Regions from separate parts of the Mus musculus genome. Here region 2 is linked to region 1. The links are chromatin contacts, called in public HiChIP or PLAC-seq maps. All regions are on one chromosome and are shown on one strand. Each heading gives the region's core, a stretch centred on a gene start, on an enhancer-like site or on the middle of the called end of the contact. The rest is flanking DNA. Distances are from core to core; before and after follow the strand shown.

What was found. HiChIP or PLAC-seq counts read pairs in DNA pulled down with a chosen protein or histone mark.
Region 2: a contact with region 1 is called in a FOXA1 HiChIP or PLAC-seq map of pancreatic cancer cells. The contact joins the enhancer-like site here to the promoter of Dock1 in region 1. A contact is called at or near these places in 1 of 39 promoter capture datasets (liver), 3 of 484 Hi-C or Micro-C datasets (cerebellar granule neurons, myocytes and nephron progenitors) and 1 of 115 datasets of contacts at active chromatin or transcription factors (pancreatic cancer cells).

The regions. Positions count from the first base shown.
Region 1 is chr7:134,667,979-134,673,165 of GRCm38.p6, reverse strand. Dock1 (dedicator of cytokinesis 1) reads right to left here and starts at 2,479. Exons shown (of 52, transcript NM_001033420.2): 1 at 2,322-2,479. The coding sequence starts at 2,367.
Region 2 is chr7:134,815,137-134,820,612 of GRCm38.p6, reverse strand. All of the region lies in intron 23 of Dock1 (dedicator of cytokinesis 1), which reads right to left. Among named protein-coding and RNA genes, the nearest start is that of Insyn2a, 120 kb to the left of the region's middle. Within about 2 kb of position 3,757, at least 10 of the 459 cell types and tissues checked have an H3K27ac peak or open chromatin away from gene starts, as enhancers often do. A contact at or near this core is called in pancreatic cancer cells, where this site is marked.

The sequences.
Region 1 (5,187 bases), core at 1,230-3,729:
CCTACCTACACCCCAGCGCTGGATTGATATCTCTCTCTCCCTCCCTCCCTCCCTCCATCTCCTCTCTGTCTTTCTCTGTCTCTGTCTCTCTCTCCCTCTCTCTCTCTCCTCTCTCTCTGTCTCCTCTCTGTCTCTCTCTGTCTCTCTCCCTCTCTCTCTCTCTTCTTCTCTCTTCTCTCTCTCTGTCTCTCTGTCTCTGTCTCCCTCTCTCTCTCTTCTCTCTCTCTGTCTCTCCTCTCTGTCTCTCTGTGTCTGTTTCCCTCTCTCTCAAGTGAAGTCCCCACACCCAACAAAAGAACTCACAGTGTTTCCACTGCTAAATGTTTTCTGGCCTTTTGCTTAGAAAATACAGCTTTTTTCCTTTTGAGATACGCTCCCACGTAGCGCAGACTGGCCTCAAACTTATTATGCTGCAGAAGATGAACTTCAACTTCTGATCCTCCCAAGTTCCGACTTTACTGGTATGCACCTCACTACCACCCTGCACTACAAACTAGGTTTGGACTAACTGCCCCCCCCCCCGACACCCCCACCCCCACCCCCAACCTCTCCCAAGCCATTTTCTTTCCTATCTACAACCCTTCATTCCCAAGGCTGCTGAGGTCTCCAGCCTGCCTATTTCTTTCTCCCAAATGGCAACAAAACAGTCTTCCAACTTAAAGGGAGTGGAGGATGCTGGGGGGGAGGCGGGGGGGGGGGGGCGACGACACGACCCACCAGATGTGAGGATGCATGCCTTTAAACCTAGCAATCAGGTGATAGAGACAAGTAGACCTCTGTATGAAGCCAGACCAACCAGGGCTACATAGTGAAACTCTGTCCCCCCCCCAAAAAAATAAACAAAAAAAAATCAAAGAAATAGACTCCCCTCCCCAATAATCCCAAGGCACCGTGGCAGTTGCAGCAGAACAGGGATGAATGTGAACCCACTGTTGCCAGGGTTCAAACCCAGCAGCTCCCATTACTATGCTACAAGGGTAAAGCACAGGGGGCAAGTTTCTCCACTACCCGGGAGTCCTCTGCAGGGCCCTCCTTCCTCAACTGCACCCCGACTATCTGGCTTTCTGCTTGCCCCTGCCACTCTTCTAGCTGTTCTTTCAACAGTCCTGGGCAACCCCAAGAGAAAACCTCCCACACCCTGAAGCCATCCTAAGTAGGACCCTCATCCCAAATTAAATAGATGGGACTCTAACAGCCCTTCCCAGCTCTGCCATGGGCCTCTGAAAGGTCGGCCAAGCACAGGTGGAGCTCAGCTCCAGTGTTCACAACGCAGGGAAAAATCCTCCAAACCTGGGTGTGGGCCTAGAGTGGAGGTAGGGGCCCTAGGCTTCTCCAGCCCTGCCCCCATGGCCACCATCTCCTACTTGTTACAGAAATAAGTAACTGGAGTTCAAAGGAAGGACACGGCCTTGTAGACTGGAGTCTCCGGGAAGCTTTCAAAGACAGCGGGCTGGGACATGAACTAGGCCTGCAAGACGGTGCTGAAGGCATGCCTAGAACAGACAGCTGCTGAGAAAGTGCCCCAAGGCAGCCCTTAGGGTGGAAGGCAGCAAGCTCCCCTAAATGCTTGCTTGCAAATCCCCAAGAAATGCCTGCTTGCAAGTCAGAGTCTCTGCTCAGGTGAGGCTGGGCGTCAGAGGATCCTTAGGGAAAAGAGAGCAGGAGCCTGGAAACGGAATGGTCAAATCTGGAATGCCAGCGAGCCCTGAGGCCTAGACAGACCTGACTTTTGATGTGGGCTAGCTGGGGGGCGAGACAAGGTCTGCAGGGCTCTGGGACTGTCTGGCCATTGAGGAAAGCGGGACTCCTTGGATCAAAAGTAAGCTTGCAACCCTACTCCTTCTACCCCCTAGGGAAGCGACAAAGGCAAAACCAGGTCCCCGCCCTCGAGGTCCGTTTCCAGAGCCCCGGGGACACAGGAGCGCCTGAGTGTCCCCTACCATCCAGGGCGGGAAAGGCGGCACCGACCCAACCCGGGAGGCGCAGCCACTCCTCACGCGAGAAAAGGAGGCTTCACAGATCCGAGCGCTGCACAATGAAAAGTGTCCACCCGGAGTCCCGGATGCCAAACAGAAGTTTCCCGAAGAAGCCAAAACGCACACAAACAATGACCCCGGGAGCCCCGCGCACGCAGGAGCACACGGGACTACGACAGAGCGAATGCGCGGGAATGAGGAGCACGGTGGACCCCGGAGGGTCCCCGGGTTCCCCACGCGGGCTCCAGCCCCGGGCGGGCCGGGCTCCGCACCGCGCGGCAACAGGCTGGGCGCCGCGGCGGGGAAGTTGCGCGCGGGGCGGGCGCGGGGCGGCGCGCTGCTCACCCACGCCGTACTTCTCCTCTCGCTTGGTGGGGACCCAGCGCGTCATGGTGGCGCTGGCCGCAGCCCACTGGAGCCGCCGCTGCTGCCGCCGCTGCTCGGGCAGGAAACTCTGCGCCTAGGCCGCCATCTTCCATTCCTTCCCCGCCGCGACAGGATGGGGAGGAAAAAGTTTGCGGCGGAGGCGGTGTCATGTGGGACGGGGCGGGCGGAGCGTCGCGGGCCGGATGGGAAAGGCCGGGAGCGCCGGCGAGAGGCGGGACGGCGGCCGGCTGTAGCCCGCCCAGGCGCGCGTGCCCTGGGGCTCGGCCCGCCGGGTCCCTCGAGGGACCCAGGCTGCTTCCCGGAGCCCATGGACGCCCTGCATGCTGCAGGAACCGTGCAACTCACATCCTCTACTTTCCACTAAACACCGTGCACCTCGCACCTACTAATCTGCACTGTATGGTCCTCACCCTGCACTGTCTACTCTGCACCGCATCCAGCACTCTTTACCCACACTCTACTTTGAACACCGAGCACCCAGCATCCCAAACACTCTGCACTCTGTACCATACAGGGTACACACATACACACACACACACACACACAACACACACACACCACGCACACCATCCTGAACACTGTACCCTGCACCTCACAAAGTGCTATCTTTTCACACACAAGCGTGCACGCGCGAACACACACACCACAAATCCTTATAGCCCTCTAGGCCTGGATCTAACACAAATAGTCAGACACCACACATGTACTCACTGGTGTGAAGTGCGGAAACCCCAGTTCTGACCTGGTGGAGAGCGTTGGAGCAGAGCTAGGAGTTCATCGTAGTTCATTCATTCATTCAAAGTGGGCACCCATTTTGCCAGGGTCTGAGCGCATTGAGCGTGCCTAGTAGCTGATGGGAGTGGTGATGTACAGTCAGCACTGGTAAGAGAAGCCTAGGAAAAGACTTTGCAGCCCCTGGGTGTTTCTAACAGCCCAGATCTCTTTGGGTGTTGAGGGTCTGGAGCAGCACAATGAGGCTCCTAGTTTGCAGCAACTTTGAGGCGTTCAGTAGGAACTGGGCCTGCTGAAGTGGGGAAAGAGAGGAAGTGGGAAGAGAAAGGAAGCCAGTTCCAGCTTAGAACAAGCAGCTCCTAGCAACTCTAATCTGAAGGAGGCTGGTCTCAGACTCACCCAGTGCCAGCCACCCACAAGTGCAATACTTCCGATTTCTTCAAGGCCTGCCCATAGACACACCCTGAGCGTTCATTAGAATCCAAGAAAAGGTTAAAACTAAGGGGAGGGGTGCAAGGGGACCTCGGGTCCACAGCAAGCTATTAGAAGGGGCAAATGAGATTGCATATTCTACTGTGTGCCCTCTCTTGCATCCTAGAAACAATGACAAAGACACCAGCCTGGGAATCTTCAAGGACTAAAGGAATGAAAGTTTAAAAGAATGAAGGCTACATTGTGTAAGATTGCATGTCAGAGCCAGAGAGGGGCCAACTCAACTAGAATTGGAAAGGTCAGGTGCCTACCTGCTGTAGACAGGGCCACCCCAGCCTGGAGCAGTTATATCAACCCGTCCAGAATGCAGCTTAAATAGCCAGGAGCTCCTGGATGGGGAAGGTGAGAGAGAACCTCCCCAGTTCAAGATAATATACAACTAAGATTTCTAGCAATTCAGCCACTGATTCATAGAAAGTCACAGGCTCCTTTCACTGATAAGGAACTTCAGTCCCTCAAAAGGGAAGCTGCCAGGGCTCACCTCCCACGTGGCCTCCAGCATTCACTAAAATCCGAAACCTCAAGGGTTCAGGCCTTGAGGGTGGGGTCCAGTAACTCACCTGCTCCAAAGAGAAGCAACCAAAGGTGCTAACCAGAAGTGGGGTGCTCAGAGTCAAGTGCCTGGCCCACTTTAGGTCAAAAGAGTTTCCCTGAGAAAACTGTCTTAAGCCTGGACTTTAAGGATAAGCAGAAATGAGTAAGGGGAAGTGGGGAATTAAGTGGATGTGCAAGGGGCCTGGGGTGGAAAGAAATGCTGGTTTTTAAAGGAAGGAAGAAACCAGTAAGGCTTATTTAGACGTGACCCACGGAGATGCTCCTGGATAGAAGGGCTTTCTAGGTCTTCCTGGGATTTTGGAAATCCATGAAGAAAACCAGGAAGATGGATTTCAGGAGCACACATATTATCTTCTGTGCCTCATTTCAGTTCTGTTTTTGAGGCTCCATATGAGAGCAGATGGCTTGTGTTGAGAACAACCAGGCGCCTGAGATCCAACAGTCCTTGAAAGCATGCCCTGCTGTGGCCAGCTGTGCAGTCACTCTGCTGTTGCTTCTGCCTCATCCTCCTGGTGCTAAACCTCAGGGTCCTGACGGCCCCATACGTGAACCAGGACTGCTGGCACCAACCTCATGGGACATCCTGAGGCTCTCCAGAGAGTGTAGCTATATAAATCAGCAGCAGACCCAGAGCTGACGGCCTCCTGTCTCTCCCTTCCTCCGTGTTCATTGTTCAGTAACCTCAGGGTACACATTTTCACTCTGATAAAAAATGACTGGTACAGGAAGCTAGGGAAGTGGGTCAGTGGGTGAAATGCCCAATATGCAAGTTTGGATCCCCCAAATTCAAAAAACAAAAAACAAAAAACACACAAGCATGGCAGCACACACCTGGAACCCCAGATGGGGAGCCAGAGACAGGAGCTCATTGGCTAGCCAGATTATCCCAACTCATGAGATCCAGGTGTAATGAGAGACCTAGCCAGCCATTGAAGAATGCACTGACGTGAACCTATACCTGCACATGCACACATGTGCACATATATCTATGTGTGCAGGAGCACACACCTATACAAACATATACATACAACACACATCCTGGCTT
Region 2 (5,476 bases), core at 2,508-5,007, 150 kb before region 1:
CAATTCTGAGAGAATAAAGAATGCAAACTGCTTCCCTCACAATGGACCCAGCAGACACTCGGGTACCAGGAACGGAGATGCCCTTTACTAAGGCGGGGTGGGGGTTCACAGAATATGTACTCCTGAAAACTGACTGAACTGTCCACGTCAGTATGGATTTTATTTCACTGCCGATAAATTACAGCTCAATTTAAGATTCATCGCTTTCAAGTGTTACATGTAGTAAAAATCAAAGGAAAGGTTGTCAGATTGTGGAATCTGAAAGCAAATTTGTGCGACTCATAATACGCTGTCCTTAAGTTAAGAAAAACCACAAGCAGAAAACTGAAATGGAATCTCAGTCAAACACCCGCCCACAAAATGCACCATGAACCAAGCAACCTGGACACAAACCTTAAAACGCATTACTGTTCACAGAGCTCTGTCTAATACCTCATGGTCCCAAAATACACCTTCCCGCACTTTATTGATGATATCCCAGGGAGGAAGGGACTTGCCCAGCATCCATCCCTTCAGCCAATGCTTATTGCAACCTACCAGAGAAAAAACATCAGGGAAGGCATGAGATGGGCTCAGTGAGAACCAAGGGCCAACTCGGGAGCTGTGTGTCCAGGGAGTGAAGGATGAGACCAGGATAAGACATCTACACATGCAATGTCGTCCACTCAACAAAACACACTGAAAAAATGGCCACACATTTTACCAATATATTGGGTATATGGAGGATTCCCTACAGCTGCTTTCTAGCTAGTAGGAGAATCTTGAATTGGGAAGACATGGCAGTCCACAACCCCCACAAAGCAGCTCTCAGAATGGGACATCAGGGCTCCATGGGGGAAAGAGAGGCCAAGCACCCTACAAAGAGGCTCCCAGTGAAAGCCCCAAAACTCTGCAAGGGGACAGGCAAGGTTTCTGGAAAATTCTTTTTCCAATTAAAGGCATATTTTATTTAAATATATAAATGAAGAAAGTTATCCCATGGTAATAATAAAAGAACCAATAATGAAGTCTATAAGATAACATTTTCAAAACTCATGTAATTTTCATACTGAGAGATAACCCCCCCCCAATTTCCATACCCCTGGGAAATCTTAACCTTTTGTAAAAGTGTGATTAAAAAATAAACTTCTATGTCAGTTTTCATTATGTGAGCTGGGGCTCACACACGCCACCACTAGACTGCCAGAGTACAGCCAAGATCCCTATACTCCACAAACAAGGCATCCACACCATCTTTCTCTCTCCTTCTCCTTCCTCCCCCATCCTCTCACATAAAGTGTCCCTTGATATAATCAGCCATCTTAATTCTCAGCCTCAAAGCTCAGAGCCAATCCTCTGAGCTGTAACCAAGGCATTGATAGGGGTTTCAGGGCCATTTGCACTCTGGGCCCCTATCTGGCCTACAGTCTGTCATCCTGACAGCTAATGACATACCACCTCACCTGTCACCTGCCCTGGGGGGTCAAATGCCTGGCTTCTTCTCCTAGAGACAGAACATCTTTCACTGTCTGTTACTGATGGCCTCGGGCTAGTAATGAGGCCAAAGTTGGCACGAAATGAGCACTTAATACACTCTAAAGGGAAGGAATATAGAGCACATTATGTCTGCCCACATACTAAAGTAGCCATACATTAAAGTGCTAGCTGTTACACCAGCAGCCAGGGAGGGGGCAACATTGGAAGCAGACTTGAGAATGTACTTTAAGAACGATCATCCAGTCAGACAGACTTGCAGACAGTGGTGTTATAATGGCTTCTCTTTTTCTTTAAAAAAATCATTTATAATTTTAGATTATGGGTATGGGTATTTGTAGATATAAATATCTGTACCCCACACATGGGCCTGGTGTCCATGGAGGCCAGAAGGGGGCTACAGACCTCCCTGGAACTGGAGTTACAGACAGTTGTGAGCAGCCATATGGGCGCTGCGAACTGAGCCTGAGTTTTCTGAATGTCTTCTTAACCACGGAGCCATCTCTCCAGCTCCATAACTTTCCCACAGAACAACCACCCTAGAGGCCATTTCCCTGAGAGCCTAGTCCACTGCTCAGTGTTGACAGACAGGAGATCTGTAGAGTGAACTCGAACTCCAGCCAGGCCCCAGAGTAGGAGGGAAGTTCCCGGGACATTCATACATCCAGTTTCCAAAAGGGAACAGGTAGAGGAGATACCACCATGAAGGATAAAGACCAAACCCTGAGGTAAGATGAGGATGGTGTATGCAAATGAATGCCGGGGTAACAGAGCAGGCTCATCAGAAGGAAGGGGAAAGTGGGGAAAGACCCTGGAGAATGCTGTAGAGATGCAGCCCACATACTGCAGGAAAGAGTCTGCCTTCAACCTTGATGTCCAGGGGTCCCTCAAGTATTATACAGTGTGCAGCCCTGTTTTCCAGTTCTTTGAGCTTTCTTAATGTATCCCTGCTCAGCATTTTGGTTGTTTGTTTTCAGTGGAATTTGCTGTTCAGGTATTTCTCCGTTCATCAGCCATTCGTTAGACATGAATTTGACCCAACTTTGTGGAGTTACTTAGTGGTAAGAAGGTATTACCTACTCACAAGGGAAGGTCCCCTGAAACAGTAGGAGAAGGCAAAATTGGGAAGAGCAAGAGCCATGTGTCTGCACTGTGCTCACTCACGTAAGCCTTGTTCATCAGTGATCCTATCCAAGGGGCCAGCACTGGCCTCTCTCTACCTCATACATCTGCTTGTGTATTTCATAGCATGTGGTTACTTCCCTGTCCCTGAGTCACAGTCCAGGAAGGAACAAAAGTCTCAGCTAAAAGCCGACCCCCTGTCATCTGTGCTAGGGTCAAGAGTCGATGACACATCACATGATGACGATGTGATGGTTTGTATATGCTCAGCCCAGGGAATGGCACTATTAGAAGGTGTGGTCCTGTTGGAGTAGCTGTGTCACTGTAGATGTGGACTTTAAGACCCTCATCCTAGCTGCCTGGAAGTCAATATTTTGCTAGCAGCTGAAAGATGTAGAACTCTCAGCATCTCCTGTACCATGCCTGCCTGGATGATGCCATGCTCCCACCTTGATGATAGTAAACTAAACCTCTGAACCTGTAAGCCAGCCCCAATTAAATGTTGTCCTTACAAGAGTTGTCTGGGTCATGGCATCTGTTCACAGCAGTAAAACCCTAACAGACACTGAAGTAAAAAGCCCAAGCCCCATTCACCAGGAGCCATCTGCTACCCACGGGACATCTAGAGCTAGCTCAGACAAGGAGGTGGGGGGCATCCAGACTAAGTCTGAGAGAGAAACCTCAGTAAATTAATCAGAGAAGTAGAGCTGTGGTTTGTTCCTGTGTCCCCAGTAACAGACAAGGCCAAAGATGGAAGCAAGGAAGTAGGAGAGACCTGCCAAAGAGGTGGATGAGCATCCTGCATCAAGAGTGGAGAAGCGCTTGGGCTGAGTCACAAGCAACCTGCAAAGTATCACATGAGGATAGGCCTGAGAAGGGAGAAAAACTGAAATACTGTCCTCCACTTTAATACAAAATGAATTATTTAAAAGAAAAGCAATAAAAGGAATTGGTGCTCACTGACTTTCTCAGATATACTCTGCTTTGGATTGTAAATGTCCCCCAAGGGTCCAGGTAGTTAAAAGCTTATTCCCCAGTGTGTTGCTACCAGGAGATAGGGCAGCCCTTAGAAAGGTGCAAACTAGCAGAAAACTGCAAAGCAGTGTGGGACCCCTGCCTGTGGCAAGAAAGTGAGTCACTACAGGGGCATGTAACATGGCGAGACTGTGACAGAGTGCCTAGCCACTGGTCCAAAGGGACAGATCCAACCCATTCTGTCTGGGAGCTTCTGAAACCAGAACCAGGCATAAACCTTCACTCTTCAGAAGCTGTTTTGCATTTTTTCTGCATTTCGCATTGTTTGCATTTGTCTTTGTCACAGTGATCAAAGCTGACTGACTAACACAGAGTACCTCTGCCTCTGGTTGTCAGAGGTAACCATGGAAAATATTTTATGGCAAAAATGAGTACTTCTCAGAAAATTCTCAAATTTTCCCTTTCAAAAAGTTGATTATACTCTTTGTTTCCACCTAATCGAGTGACAGGGAATGCTGTGCCTCCTTCACCGTTTGCATGGATAGAAGAGGTTTAAGAGGAAAAAGAAAAACCCCGGACAACTGGGAGAGAGTTCAGTCAGGTTCATGCTTGTGGACCTGAATTTCATCTCATTAAAAAAGGATAAAGGAAACTAAGACTGAGTGACCTGCTCTTGGAATGTCAGCACTGGGGGCTCACATATGGGTGGATCCCTGGGGCTCTCTGGCCAGCCAGTCTAACCTATTTGATAAGTTCAGATGATGGAGAAACCCTAGGTCAAAAATGAAGGGGATGGCATCTGAGAAACGAGACACAGGGTTTTCTTCTGGCCTCTACCTGAACACCCCTACACACACACACACACACACACACACACACACACACACACACACACACGGGTAGACAGTCTCTTAAGAATGAATGGCTAAATGTGAAGGGTACACAGGTTTTAAGGTCTGTTTTGTTTTAATGATACATCTTTCTTTTACAGCCCTGCCCAGGCTGTGCCTCTTTCCCAATACAACCCACGGTACTGAGTCTGGGTTTTCCCAAGGGAAAAATAATTCTCCTTGAATCATTGAGGTGCTGTGTCCACAGTGGACAGAGACTTACGCTGCTGACCTTCTCATCAGAAGGATGGCCGAGGATTCTGAGTAAATCCGGCATAATAATTTAAAATCGGATTGGAGTAATCTCAGGGGAAAAGCAACACAGTGAAGAACAGGAAATTAGGGTCTGGCCTTCCTACCTGGGATTCTCAAATCCCTGAGTAAATGCCCGGAAGCCTTCAGGATAGGACTTCTCACTCCCTCACTCGCCAACATAACTCCTGGAGTAGTGCAGAAATCCAACTGAACCTAATGTGCAGTCTTATCAACACACACACACACACACACACACACACACACACACACACTAAGAGAATGTACACAACTGTAATACTCCAAAGCATCTTGCCAATTTATAAATATCCATTCTGACAGAGCCAATGAGTTTTTCAAAGCTCGAGTATGAAGAGTCTTTCCCTCACTTCCTTACACTATTTCAACTTGATGTCATTCTTCCTGGGAAGGTTTAAGCATCCCGCTCCTCTTGCTTCAGGACATGCGCTAATCAGCATGCAGGGTGAGCACCATGTCTCAGTGAAGACTTCAATGTCCCTTTGCATCAACACAGCCAACAGGCCAGAACATCTCATAAAGCCCATCTCACAGAGTCACAGGTTTACAATAGTTTCAGACACACGTGCTTGTCCCCAAGCCCTCCTCCCAGTTGCTCTAAGTCCTCACTCTCCACTCCCTCCATTATGTCTCCATGTCTGTTTCAGCGGCCTCTTCTTTCCCAGGACCTCTGCCCGTATCCCCTGCTTAGAGAAAAAAAGTTCTAGAGACCTTGGGACATGAGT